Linked DNA regions of Mus musculus: all the other regions are linked to region 1. The links are chromatin contacts, called in public HiChIP or PLAC-seq and promoter capture Hi-C maps. All regions are on one chromosome and are shown on one strand. The core of a region is the stretch at or near the end of the contact, and the rest is flanking DNA. Distances in the headings are between cores, read along the strand shown. Region 1 overlaps Ano1 (anoctamin 1, calcium activated chloride channel). Region 2 has its middle 7.8 kb from the start of Gm34964. Region 3 holds the start of Fgf3 (fibroblast growth factor 3).

Region 1 (4,363 bases), core at 1,096-3,595:
GGAGGGGAGGTGTTTGTGTGACCCCACACTTCATTTGAGCTAAATCATTTCTGAGCTCTCCAGAGACAGCGACTTGGCTGCAACCCAAATATGGAAACCACAACCTGCCACAGCAGACCTTGAGTTTGTTTGTCTGTTTGGTGGCTGTGCTAGGGTTGGAACTAGAGCTTCCTGCAGCCAGCTTCATAGGGGCTAAGCTTGGGTTCTATCACTGAGCTGTGCCCCAGCCCTAAAGGTTCTTGAAGGGTCCTCACCGAAGTGCCACCCACATGGCCTAGCCTTGAGGGTGGGAAGTGTTCACCAACAGTGAATGAAGTCTGTCACAGGTAGTGGGTAACACCTCCTTTGTCGTGGACTCACCCATGTGTACAGAGTCATCCATCTTGCCTTTGCAGAGACCTGTCGTCCCTACTCTGTATCCTGTTCCAAAGAAGGTGGCACCTGGTGCCTCTTAAAGATTTTTTTCTTACTTTTGACTTTTTTTTTTTTTTAAATACAGGGTTCCGTGAAGCTGACACTAGCTTTGAACTTGATCTATAGCCAGGGATGACCTTGAACTCCTACTCTTCTTGCTTCTGCTTCGAGTGTATAAGGATCAGGGGGTGTGTGCGATGGCCGTACAGACTCCGTCCCTCTGACACCATTTCTCTCATACTCTCTCATTCCTGCCTCCTTGCTGCTGCCCCAGGCTAGAGCACACACTGCTCACCTAGGGCCACCCCACAGTGACACCCCAAGCCCCAGTACAAGCATAGAACACTGCCAGATTGGTCACATTGGTCCAGCTTGCTTACTATCTCACTGGCCTAGCAATATGCATAGCAGCTGAGGGATTACCTCAGCTTCCCTCTGGCAGCTATGTAGTAGTAGGAATAGACCCTATGCGTGTGAGTGTGCATGTGTGCATGCATGTGTATGCACATGTGTACCTGTGCACATGCATGTGCGCTTGAACATGCTTGAGTGTGTGTGTCTGTATGTTGTGTGCACGTGCACATGCACATGTGCATGTGTGTGTGTACATGTGTGTGCATGCATACATGTGTGTGTGCATATGTGTGTATGCACTCACCTGCCATGTTTTGGTGTCACCCTAATGAAGATGACTAGAAAGAACACTCATGCCTGTTCTCTGGGGACAAGGGCCATTTGCCCATTTTCCTCCCAGTGAGGGTAGGACTTGCCATTTCAGAATCCTTCAGGGAGCTTGCCAAAGAGCAACTTCTAGGGCTGATGTGCAGTTTAGAGAGATACCGTGTCTGACCTACTGTGTTGTCACCCAAGACCCTAAATCTGTGTGCTGAACAAGGTTGGTGGGCTGCCCTGTACCTGCAGACATCTTGGGTATATTCTCTAATGAGGGATCTGAAACACAGAAAGGTTAAGTGGTTTGCCAGACATCACACAGGTTGAAACAGAGGGCAGCTCTCCAGCCTGCTTGCCTGCCTGTCTGCCTGACTGCCTACCTCTAAGAACACTCATGCCTGTTCTCTGGGGACAGGGGCCATTTGCCCATTTTCCTCTCTGTTCATACCTTGACATTCAAATGCTCTCCTAGCCCCTGCAAGGTGCCTTCCTGGGAAAGCAGATGTGTGCCCTAAGCAGTGGTGAGGGCACACAGGAAGGGGTTGCCCAGCATGGCTCTCAGGCTGGGAATGGGAGGCTTCTCATGAAATGCCTGTGTGTGATGGTGCAGGAATGAGCCAGTTGTTATTGAACATTGAACATCTACTTTTCCAAGTGCTGTCAGAGTCAGCCTGGGCCCAGGTAACCCTGAGCCTGGCTCAGCCACCATCAATTGATCAATTACACGGATAAATAACAGTGTAAATCAGAGAGGAGAGCCATTCAATGCAGCCACACTGGGATGAGGGTCAAAGAGTTCACCAGTGACTCCCAAGTCTGTCTTTAGGGTCAGGACTCGAGGCTTAGGTTTAAACAGAGGGCAGGAGGAGTGCAGAGCTAAGAGTCCTGGTCAGGGTGTGGTCCTGCCCATCACTGACCCATCACTGTCTCAGTTCCAGTCTCTCCTGCAAGGTGGTCTGACAAGTTCTCAGACCTGTGTGAGGTCTCTTGGGGAGACAAGCTCCCCTCTGTCTGGCACCAGGCTTCAGCTTTTCTCTTCCTCAGCATGAGACTCCTGGGAAAATTCCAATTCCTTGAGTTCCATTGTTTGAACAGTCTGATGGCAGAAGGGAGGGGCCCAGGAGTCTCTTCAGAATTTCTTTGCTCCAGCCAGGATGGTGGGAGTTTGTCAGCGGCCTCTCTCTGAGACCCCATTACTCTGCACCTTCAAAGCACTGCCAGGCCTGAGGAAGAGCAGCTAGAAGCTTTCATTCTTCTGAGACTGGGGTCTCACCAGCATGTCTCCATTGTGTGCCTGTCCATCAAGTAGAGAAGCAAGTACTGGCTGGCTCCACGCCCACCCATTTGAGAGAAAGAGGCCTTGCATCAGAGAAAGGAAGCTTATGTCCAAAGGAAAGAAACAAGAAGGGGCCCACAGGAGAGAGCTGCGGGAAGTAGTAAAGTAAGCAGGAAAAGCCATCCTGGGTCCTTTGCACTGTGAGCTGTCAAGGGCCTTTAGCGGAGATCTCAAATCCCTCATCAATTACCCTTTCATTACCCTCGGAAGGATTAGTTCTCCCCAAATCCCTCCTTCCATTGAGCTCTTTTCCTGCACTCCAGCTGTTCCCAGCTCTGCACAATGGCAGGCCTGCGGTACTGTTCCCCCGCTGGCTGCAATGAGGAGTGGGGCTCAGTGTCCCCCCAGAACTGCTGTTTTAATCTTTAAAAATGCTCTTTAATCTTTGCCTCACTAGCGTGGGCTCAGCAATCCTGGCTTCCGACGGCTCCTGCCTGCCATGTCTGACATCTTAAAGCTCGTAATGAAATGTCACGTTGAGCAACTTTGAGCCCATTTAGCTATTTGCCACCATCAATTTTCCGACATTATAGAATAATCACAGGTCTCAGTCGTCTGTCAGTTTCATGCAGAACAAAGGATGGTGCTTTCTGCCCAGTGGCAGGGTCTGGAGGGACTTCTGAATGACATGTCAGATTAGAGCCTGAGATTTGATGGTGGTGTCCCAGACTGGGCCCCACCACCTCAAGCTGGAAGGGGATGTGGAGAAAGTTACAATGCAGCTGTTGGCTGGTATCAAAAGGCCAGTGGTGGGTCGTGAGCTGAACTTCTGTAGCGAGTAGATTGGGTCTCAGTGACCCACATCAAAATGCAGGGATGCCATTGTCTGCACTGAAGGTTAGGCAGTGGGGAGTCCCAGGCCCTGGAACTCCCTGGAAACCCAGCTCTGAGCCCTGACCGAGCAAGCATCTCTCCTGATGGGAATAATGGTATCACAGGCAGCGATCCAGGGAGCATACCCCATTTCTTTGCATGGCCTGAAGGCCAGACATCCCAGATTCAGATCCTGTGGGGGCAGCAGATCCTGGGGTGTTGGTGCCCTCTCTGGCCATGTCCTCACACAATAGGGAACCCTTCAATAAGGGCTCCTTATTCTACCCTCAAGGGTCCCAGTGGCACCACCTCCCACACCATCTCTTTGAAAGTTGGGACCACAGCATAAAAATGCAGGATTTACATGAACAGAAGTCTATCAGGGAACTAATGCACACATGGTATGGCACATACCATCATCTCATGCTAGCCTTGAGCTCAGCCAGTATTTAAAAACAAAAAACAAAAAATCTGGAGACAGGGAGGTGGCCAGGTCAGCAGAAGCACTCGTATAAACATGAGGACCTGAGTTCAGATCCCCAGAGCCCAAGTAAAGATTTGTCATAAATGTTTTAGATGTTTTCATATTTGGGGCCACATAGAACCGTTTCATCATTTCCATCCCTGACCTAGGTCGTGCTGACTGATATAGGAAGTGTCCTTCAGAAGAGCTGGATGATAAGAGCAGGCCCTCCAGAGGGCTTCTGGGAGCATACAGAGCTCACATCCCGGTCTGATACAGGCAGGTCCGAGACTCGCTTACCATCCAGTGCAGGATCCTCCAAGTGAAGACAATTGTGTAACACACTGTAGCCAAAACAAATGCTTAAGGAAGGAAGCAGGACTATGGTTCCGTGCTGTTCCGGCCCTGGCTTGACTCCTCCTCACTGTCTGTCCTGTGCTGTACTTGCCTCTGCACTCCAAGCCAAGGTGGTGATCCTGCTATTTTGGATTCCATGCATGGCTCAGCCCCGGTGTGGATAAAGAAGTTTTTCCCCTCCACAAGCCATGTTGCTGTCACAGGATCAGGGTACAGGTCTCACCATTTATAGAGGAGGCGCCAGTGCATCTGTGTCTCAGTTTGTATCTATGAAGTGAGGTGTATTATTCAAGCAGCAGTGGCCCTGG
Region 2 (3,780 bases), core at 195-2,694, 150 kb before region 1:
GTAGCTGTACTTAGGAGCAGAGAGAGACAGCCCTGTGGGACCCTGTGGTGATTGGATGGTGGGCCCTGATACCTTCTAGAGATACTGTCACCACTTGGACTTTTTACTGCTATTTTGAGTCATATCTCCCACTGGGAGCATAGCAGAGTGGCCCTATGGACTGGGCTAGGACCCTGTGTGAGTGCTAAGCCTGGGTCTTAATCATCCTCAATGATACCTGGCACACAGTCGGTGCTCAATAGGTAACAGAGGAAGAGATAGTCCTCCTCAGAATGTGTAGGCACAGCACACACCCAGGCAAGCTTCCAGCTGCATTGTGCTGGCTTAGCTCTGGGGTGTGGCTAGCACCTTCCTCCTCAGCCCTTAGCCTGGATCAGAGTCCAAACAGCTGGCATCCCAGCTCCATGTCCTCCTAGAACCCTAGCTATTTTCACTGAGCATGCTCTGTGTGTTCATGAAGGACAAGGGGGTTTTATGAAGCCCCAGGCCCAGCTCACTCACCATGGGGCACTGGGGAGTCCTTGCAAACTCTAGAGTAGAACAGGACCTTGCTGAAGAGAGAGTCTGGCTGACACCAGTTCATACTTCCCAGATAGGAAACTGAGGCCAGGCCAGTCCTGGGGTGGGCATCACAGCTGTGTCTCTTGCCAGTAGTAGCTAACACCTGATGGAGCTCACACTGGTAGGGAGCTCACACCACGTATATCATGAAGCAGGCCTGGCTTGCATTGCAATCCACAGCCCCATGAGCTGTGGGGACAGCGGGGAGATGGCTGTGTCTCCATCAGTGACCATGGTCACTGCAACACCCCTGTCTGGCCCTTCCTGCTATGGGCCTGTATAGTAACAGAAACGACTGGGCTACAGTGGACTGAGCCATTGTGTGGTTGCTGGCTGAGTCCTGTACCACATCTCCAGATGAGCCTCCTGGGTAGATCCCAGCATCTCAAGGCCAGCAGCAGATGCCCTAATCAGCTGGGGGTACCTAGAGCCTCTGGACTCTCCCCAAGTCCCGTACAGAAGGGGAAGCTCATGCTCAAACAGGCTCCAAGCTTTAGTGAGAGCACAGCAGATATCTTGGCCTCCTTTCAAGGCCACCCCACCCCCTTTCTAGTGCCTCCATGGTGCCACACATCTGCTCTAGGCAGGACTGAATAGGAAAGGCTCCCTGTTTCCCTCCCTTGACCACTTGTTAGGCCCTCTGTGCTCCAGGCTCCACCCAGCCTGGTTCCTCATCACCTCGCCGGTGTCCGCCGGTGTCCCACCAGTGAGGCAACCTCAGCAGTGGACGGCAGCTGGGAGGTCCAACTGGAAGGAAATCCCAGTCTGTGGGTGGCCTTCCCTGGGGTATCCTCCAGTTCCAGGTTGGGGCAGGGAAGGAGCCCTGTATGGGAGAAAGGGAGTCTGTACTGCCCACTGGAGGTCATCCTTGGAAACTGCAAGTGCACAGCTCTCTTGGCTCAGGCCTGGATCCACACACAGGGACAGAGTGGAGGCCTGGAGGCCTGGGGCCACACCAGGGCTTCCATGATCTGTTCCCTGCATGTAGAGGATGGTTACTGTGACCATTCCTATGGTCCACAAGACATGGGTAGCATTATTCATGGGCAGGGAAAACCATAGGGTTAGCTGCTGGGTGGCAGGATCTGAACTGTACCCCTCTCTGCATCGGAGCCTGGACCACCACACCTGTAGAGGGCATTGCTGGGGGACAGTGCAGCTGGGCTCCCGTATGAGTGGGAATATTGGCTCGTGCGACAGGTGCAGGAGGGAGCCCACTCAGGCTTGGGCTTTCCTCCTCCTGTTAAGACCTGAGGGCAGAAGGCAGAAAACAGAACTGAGGAGAAATAAGCCCTTCAAAGCCTCAGGGGTTATGTGGGGACAGAGGAGGTAAGAAGTCACTGCCCTCCAGCAAAGGGCTCCCTGGCAGAAAAGCCGCCTCACTGTCACCATCAGCTTGGCATGGTCTCTTCTAGAAGCTGGATAGCCTGGACCCAGAAGTCCCCCACTAGGGACTGAGTGTCACCAGTTGAGAAAGGCACAGTGTGAACAGTGTTCAGGGTTGTTTGGGGGGAGCGAGAGAGTGAGAGAGAGAAAGAGACACCACATCATTCACAGCACCTCCTGTGGGCTCTCAAGGAGCCTGGGCTGCAGGGCATATGGTCATCCCACTTTACAGACAGAAAAAGTGAGGCTTGGCAGATGTTGAAAAAGAAGGGCAGATAGATGGACCCAGCGTGCTTGGGCTTCCAAGGCCACCTCTCCCACTGGGTGGGGACTGGCTGGAATTTCCTGTCACTCCTTAACTCTGAGAGGTGTCCTGGCCAGGTGGTGCCAGGCTGGGAAGTCTCTCCAGAGTTTCACACCCACCCACACCTGGTATTTTTATTCCCAAGCAAGCCCGGTGCCAGGAGAGTGCGGGGAAAGCCCGAGGCCCTGTTGCCTTCTCTGGGGTCAATGGGGCCCTTATCTGTTCTGATCTTATCTGCGTGGCCTTGACAGAGGCTGGAGCTGGCTCCTGGAGGTACGGGGAGGCCCAGGTGGGCAATCACGAGAGGGGGTGTGGCTTCCCTTCCCCTCCCTTCCCGTGGAGTTGCCCCAGAGGTGGCAGAGCCAAAGCAGGTAAGGAAGTCAGGAAGGAGAGCAGAGCCACCTGGGAGGAGCGATAGCTCCTCTGCCAGGGGTGATAACTCAGCCCTTGGTTATACACAGGATGGGAGCTTCCTGGTAGCCAAGGCAAAAGGGAAAGAAGATGGGAGAGCTGGTGGTAGAGTAAAAAGGTGGTTGGTAGCCATAACTAAGACATTGTTTGCTGTCGTAAAAGCCTTCTTCTTCAGAAATGCTGAGAGGTCCTATCACACAGCAGGGTGTGAGTGTCCCCTGTATGTCCCTTCATTTGCCTCAGCATGGGAAAACCAGCTGAGCAGAGGACACAGGCCAGGTTTGTGTTGGGTGCTGGGGACAGAGAAATCAGAGGTAACATAGTTCCCATTCCCTCAAATGAGGAAGAATTACCTGTCAATCAAACACAGGAAGTCACTGCACCCAGACTGTGGGGATTGCAGAACAGTGTGGAATTAGAGGCAGCTCGCTCCTGATACGGGGAAGCTCAGGCAGGAGGACTGCCACCAGTTTAGGGTAGCTTGGGCTTTCATAGTGAGTTCTAGCTCACAGAGGTATAGAGTCAGGCATGTCTCAAAACAACTAACAACTGAGACAAATTAAAAGAAAGGACATAGCGGGCGGTGGTAGCACACGCCTTTAATCCCAGCACTTGGGAGGCAGAGGCAGGTAGATTTCTGAGTTCGAGGCCAGCCTGGTCTACAAAGTGAGTTCCAGGACAGCCAGGGCTACACAGAGAAACCCTGTCTTGAAAAACAAAAACAAACAAGCAAACAAACAAAAAAAAGAAAAGAAAAGAAAGAAAGGACAGCTGAAAGACAGAGAGAGACAGAGGTGCTGGAGACGTGGCTAAGGGAACAACGCACTTGCTGTGTGAGTGTGAGGACCAGGGCAGTGTCCTTTGTATTCTCATGAAAAGCCAAGCACACTTGATGGTCTATCTGTATCCCAGTAGCTGGGAGGCTGAAGCAGGGCATCCTGGAGCAAGCTGGCCAGCTAGAGTAGGCAAATTTTTGAGCTCCAGGCTCACAGAGAGATACCTTGCCTTGGTAACAAGGTAGTTGTTGAAGGAGAAGCCCGTATCAACCTCTGGTCTTCACGTACATGAGCACACACATGTATGTGCATATACACACAAGAACACTCATGTACACAACA
Region 3 (3,935 bases), core at 40-2,539, 210 kb before region 1:
CGGGATAGTGGGTCGAGGATTCACTCCCTTTCTAGGGAGCGGCCGCTGGGACCCAGCATGGTCCAGATTACCGGACTCAGTTGAGATTCTGCCCTAGCCACGGTTTGGAGGGGTGCAGGATGAGGCCTCTACAGCTGGCGCCAGACGAGCACCAGACTGAGTGCCCCTAGGTGGCAGCGAATGTGCCCCTCCTCTACATCTGGGACCTCCCGGGATCCAGCAAATGGGGAGTGGTGCGCATGAGGAGCCCCGCGCTCCAGGCCCGACAGGGTCTAGTCCCCAGGACGCCCCCGCGGGGCTGCGGCTTTGCAGGAGGAAGCTGCGGTTCCCCCCCGCCGCCCGCGCCCCCCGTTCGGCTTCCTGCGCCCCGGGCGCGGTGAGTTTTGCGCGGCCTCCCTCCCACGCAGCGAGCAACGCTCCTGGTCCAGCTCCGCTCGTGGGTACCCAACTGAAGAAGCCAAACCCTGCAATACTCGGGAACTGGCCCTGGGTATGATCGAGCTGCGGGCTGTGGGTGCGTGTCAGCAGCATCCGGAACACGAGGGGACGCCTGTTTGTCCTGTCGCGCTCTCTTGCAGGGCGCAGGACGCGGGACAAGCCTGTCGTCAGATGCCGCGTTGCGGAAACCGAGCTCTGCCTAGTGGAGTGTCCTCCGCGCATCGGCTGAGAGCAAAGAGAACGAAAGGGACTGGCCATGCACCCCGGGGTCGTCAAAACAATAAAGAGGGCGATAAATCCTTGTCCAACGGCTTTTCATTGAGTAATAGAAACGTGTCAGAACCGGGGTCGCCTCCCGCGCAGCTCCTGGGGGAGCGGGACGGGCGGGGCAGCTTGCTGAGTTCGGTAGCTGGGACCGCGGCGGCGTCTTCGGACTGACCTCAGCTCTGCCTCTATCTAGGACGTGGCGGCAGGGGACCGAGCCCTCCGGTCTCTTCCGCCACCCTCCCCTCCCTGTCCGGACCTGAACACTCACTATAGGCGCTGTTCTCAAGGCTGCCGTTCACGCGGCCGCTTGGGTGCAGCTGGAGGTGGTACTTGGTAGCGCAGTAGAGCTTGCGGCGCCGTGGCGCCCCGCCGAGGTGCTCGTAAACGCCACCACGGCCGCCCGCATCGCGTCGTAGTCGCGTCCCGGGCCCCGTAGTTGGCCAGCTGGGTTCCAGCAAGCTGAGCAGCAGAAGCCAGATCAGGCCCATCCCGGCATCGCGCCCGCCCGCAGCGGCTGCTGCGCCAGCGCGGGTCTCACGAAGGCGCGGCGCTGGGAGCACACGCCCGCGCGCCAGGCCGGCTCGACTGTGGCTAGGAGAGGAAGGGAGGGAGAGGGGGACCGGGAAGAGGTGGGAGACAGGGGAGGGAGGAAGAGGAGGGGAGACAGGGAGAGGTGGAGAGAGGTGGAGATGGAGATAAGGACGGGTGGAGCAGGAGAGGGGAAGAGATAGTGGAGAGAAGACAAGAAAGAGGAGAGGGAGATGGAGAAAGAAGACTTTGAATTTTCACCCAGGAATGGGGGTCGTGTTTCTTTGCCGAACACAGTTCTGAAGAAAGGGCGCTTGACAACAAAAGGCGGCCGTGGTCCCTGGCGGGGGCGCGGGACTCAGGCCGGGCGTCGCCTGCGCACAGCTCCCGGGCCAGAGCCGTCGGGCCGCCGCTCCTCCGCCGTGCGCCCTGAGCCCCCTCCCGCCTCTGAAAGGTCCCCGCCCCGCCCCCGCCCCCAGACCAATTATGCCTCGGAAAATTATAGAGCGAGGCCTAAAGGCAACCGCCCCCAGGCCCTGTCACCCCCTCCCGCCTTACATCAATCCTGGGTGCACAATGGGACTGTGGATGACTGATGTCTGCGCAAACAACTTGCGGGGAAGTCTAGCTGACAAACGCTCATGAAAGGCGGCGCCTAATCCAGAGCAATTGCGGAGGGCGGTGCGTGGGGAGCCCGGGGTTGGGTTCGTGCAGGTCGCTTCTCACACCGCAGAGCGGTCCTCAGGCGTCCAGTCTTGTGGCCCAACGGCCCAGGGACTCTAAGCTCGAAGCTACCTAACTGACCAGAAGGTAGCACAGGAAGTTTGCACACCTTAAGTGGGAGTGGTCTATCCCAGCGGTGGTCCAGAGAGGGGACTGCACAGATAGGAGCAGAGACAATAGAGTCACAGAGCCTTAGAGCCCAGGAAATCTAGGCAGAGACAGAAATAAAGGTGGGTGAGGCAGATGACAGATTTGGCTGAAGAGAAAGAAGGAGGAGAGCAGTGGAGAGGGGGAGGAATGTGGAGATACAGAGGGCAACAGAACCGAAGGGAAAGAAGATCCCACAATGGCGCCCGCATGCCCACCTGGCAGGCTGAGGGGGAGTCCAGGTTCAGGGAATAGCTCCCTGGACCCTGAGCTCTTGACCTCAGTTCCTTATCTGCCAAGGGCCTCAAAGAAGAAGGACTTCCTGAGGTATCAGAAAAGGTCCCACCCCACATCCTGTGCTTCCAACGGTCCCCTGGCCAGCAACTACCCTCAGGCATGCCTCAGGACCCTGTGGCATGGGTCACAACATTGGTTCCTAAGTTGATCCTGAGCTCTTGGGAGGAGTCTGGCGGGAAGCCCTTGTTGATGTGAGATCCTGAGAAGTGTTGGGGTGGGGGGACCTCCACGATACAGAAGCTATTACTAGCACACACTGGGACATTTTCCACCCTGAGAACCTCATTTAGGGTAGCAGGCCCTCTTCAGCATGCTGAATGCACATGTCCTCCACAGCTGAGCACCCTCAACTGTCTCCCAGGGCCTCTGTTCTAGCCAGGGTCTGCAGGGTCTCTGCCCCACGCCTAGCCCCTGAGAAATCTTAAGCAGTCTGAAAACTACGCCACTGAACTGCTAAAACCCTGGAGTCACTGATGGAACCTGCTTTACAGGGGACAGCCCTGTGTCTCGAAGACCAACCTAAGCTCCTAAGATGTCACAAATGAATCCAGAGGGCATCTGGATCCAGTTACCTTCCTGTGCCTGGCCAAGAGAAGTGCAGAAGCCAGGTGTGCTAGAACAGGCCTGCTGCATGTCAGCCCTGGAGATGTGGAAGCAGAATCCTGGGGTCAAGGCTACAAAGTAGATCTGAAGCTGGCCTCGGCCTTGAGATCCTGTCTTAAAAACAAACAAATCTAAGAAAGGGACTGGAGAGATGGCCCATTGGTTAAAAGCACTGGCTGTTCTTGTAGAGGACATGGGTTCAGTTCCCAGGACCCACATGGTGGCTCTCAAATGTCTGTAGCTCCTGTTCTAGGAGATCTGACACTATCTTCTGGCCTAGGGAGACACCAGGCACATATCTGGTATAAACACCTACATGCAGGCAAAAGGTATCCGTACACATAAAAATAAATTTTAAAACACACGCACTGTGGTGGTTTGAATATGCTTGCCACAGGGAAAAGCACTATTAGGAGCTGTGGCCTTGTTGGAGGAAGTATGCCACTGTGAGGGTGGGCAATGAGACCCTCCTTCTGACCTGTTGCCCAAACTGCCATTTCTACATCTGGGGCAGAACCCACCCCAAGGTTTCTCAAGCATGTTGGGGAAGAGATACAGTCACTATCTAGCAGCGCCTACTGTTCTTGGGCACATGTAGGCTCAAGTTCCATAGGGACAGGGACATTCTTCCCTACTCAGAGCTACTGGAACATGTGGGATGAAGAGCCCACAGGATGTAGCCGTTGAACTTGGGGAGAGTTCACTCTACCTCATGTGGGTGTGGATGGGACTTAGAACCTACCTGTACTGTGTATGAAGACACACCATTGCCATTCATGGTCCTAGGCTGGCTGAAAAAGTCCACCTGCACCCTGGTGTGGTCCTTCCTCATCTCCCATGTTGCACCACTGCACCTGTGGAGGGTGTCTGGCTGGTCCCCACAACAAGCAGGAAAGGCTCCACTGAACTGGAGCCTGGGCTTTAGAGTAGCA

What was found. Promoter capture Hi-C pulls out the DNA fragments that hold promoters and counts their contacts. HiChIP or PLAC-seq counts read pairs in DNA pulled down with a chosen protein or histone mark.
Region 2: a contact with region 1 is called in an H3K27ac HiChIP or PLAC-seq map of embryonic stem cells, with 4 times the contacts expected there. The contact joins two enhancer-like sites. A contact is called at or near these places in 1 of 39 promoter capture datasets (hippocampal neurons), 2 of 484 Hi-C or Micro-C datasets (bone marrow-derived macrophages and embryonic fibroblasts), 8 of 115 datasets of contacts at active chromatin or transcription factors (embryonic basal ganglia, embryonic forebrain, embryonic hindbrain and 3 more) and 2 of 9 other capture datasets (liver and pancreatic islet).
Region 3: a promoter capture Hi-C map of frontonasal cranial neural crest shows a contact between it and region 1, with 2.7 times the contacts expected there. The contact joins the promoter of Fgf3 here to the enhancer-like site in region 1. A contact is called at or near these places in 5 of 39 promoter capture datasets (the 3T3-L1 cell line, the HPC-7 cell line, HPC-7-derived erythroid cells and 2 more), 1 of 115 datasets of contacts at active chromatin or transcription factors (stem cell-derived neural progenitor cells) and 2 of 9 other capture datasets (adipose tissue and macrophages).

What each region holds. Positions count from the first base shown.
Region 1 is chr7:144,626,528-144,630,890 of GRCm38.p6, reverse strand. All of the region lies in intron 12 of Ano1 (anoctamin 1, calcium activated chloride channel), which reads left to right. Among named protein-coding and RNA genes, the nearest start is that of Fadd, 46 kb to the right of the region's middle. Within about 2 kb of position 2,345, at least 45 of the 459 cell types and tissues checked have an H3K27ac peak or open chromatin away from gene starts, as enhancers often do.
Region 2 is chr7:144,779,150-144,782,929 of GRCm38.p6, reverse strand. No RefSeq gene overlaps it. Among named protein-coding and RNA genes, the nearest start is that of Gm34964, 7.8 kb to the left of the region's middle. Within about 2 kb of position 1,444, at least 24 of the 459 cell types and tissues checked have an H3K27ac peak or open chromatin away from gene starts, as enhancers often do.
Region 3 is chr7:144,835,966-144,839,900 of GRCm38.p6, reverse strand. Fgf3 (fibroblast growth factor 3) reads right to left here and starts at 1,289. Exons shown (of 3, transcript NM_008007.2): 1 at 974-1,289. The coding sequence starts at 1,193. RefSeq lists an enhancer at 2,112-2,150 and a promoter at 1,281-2,966.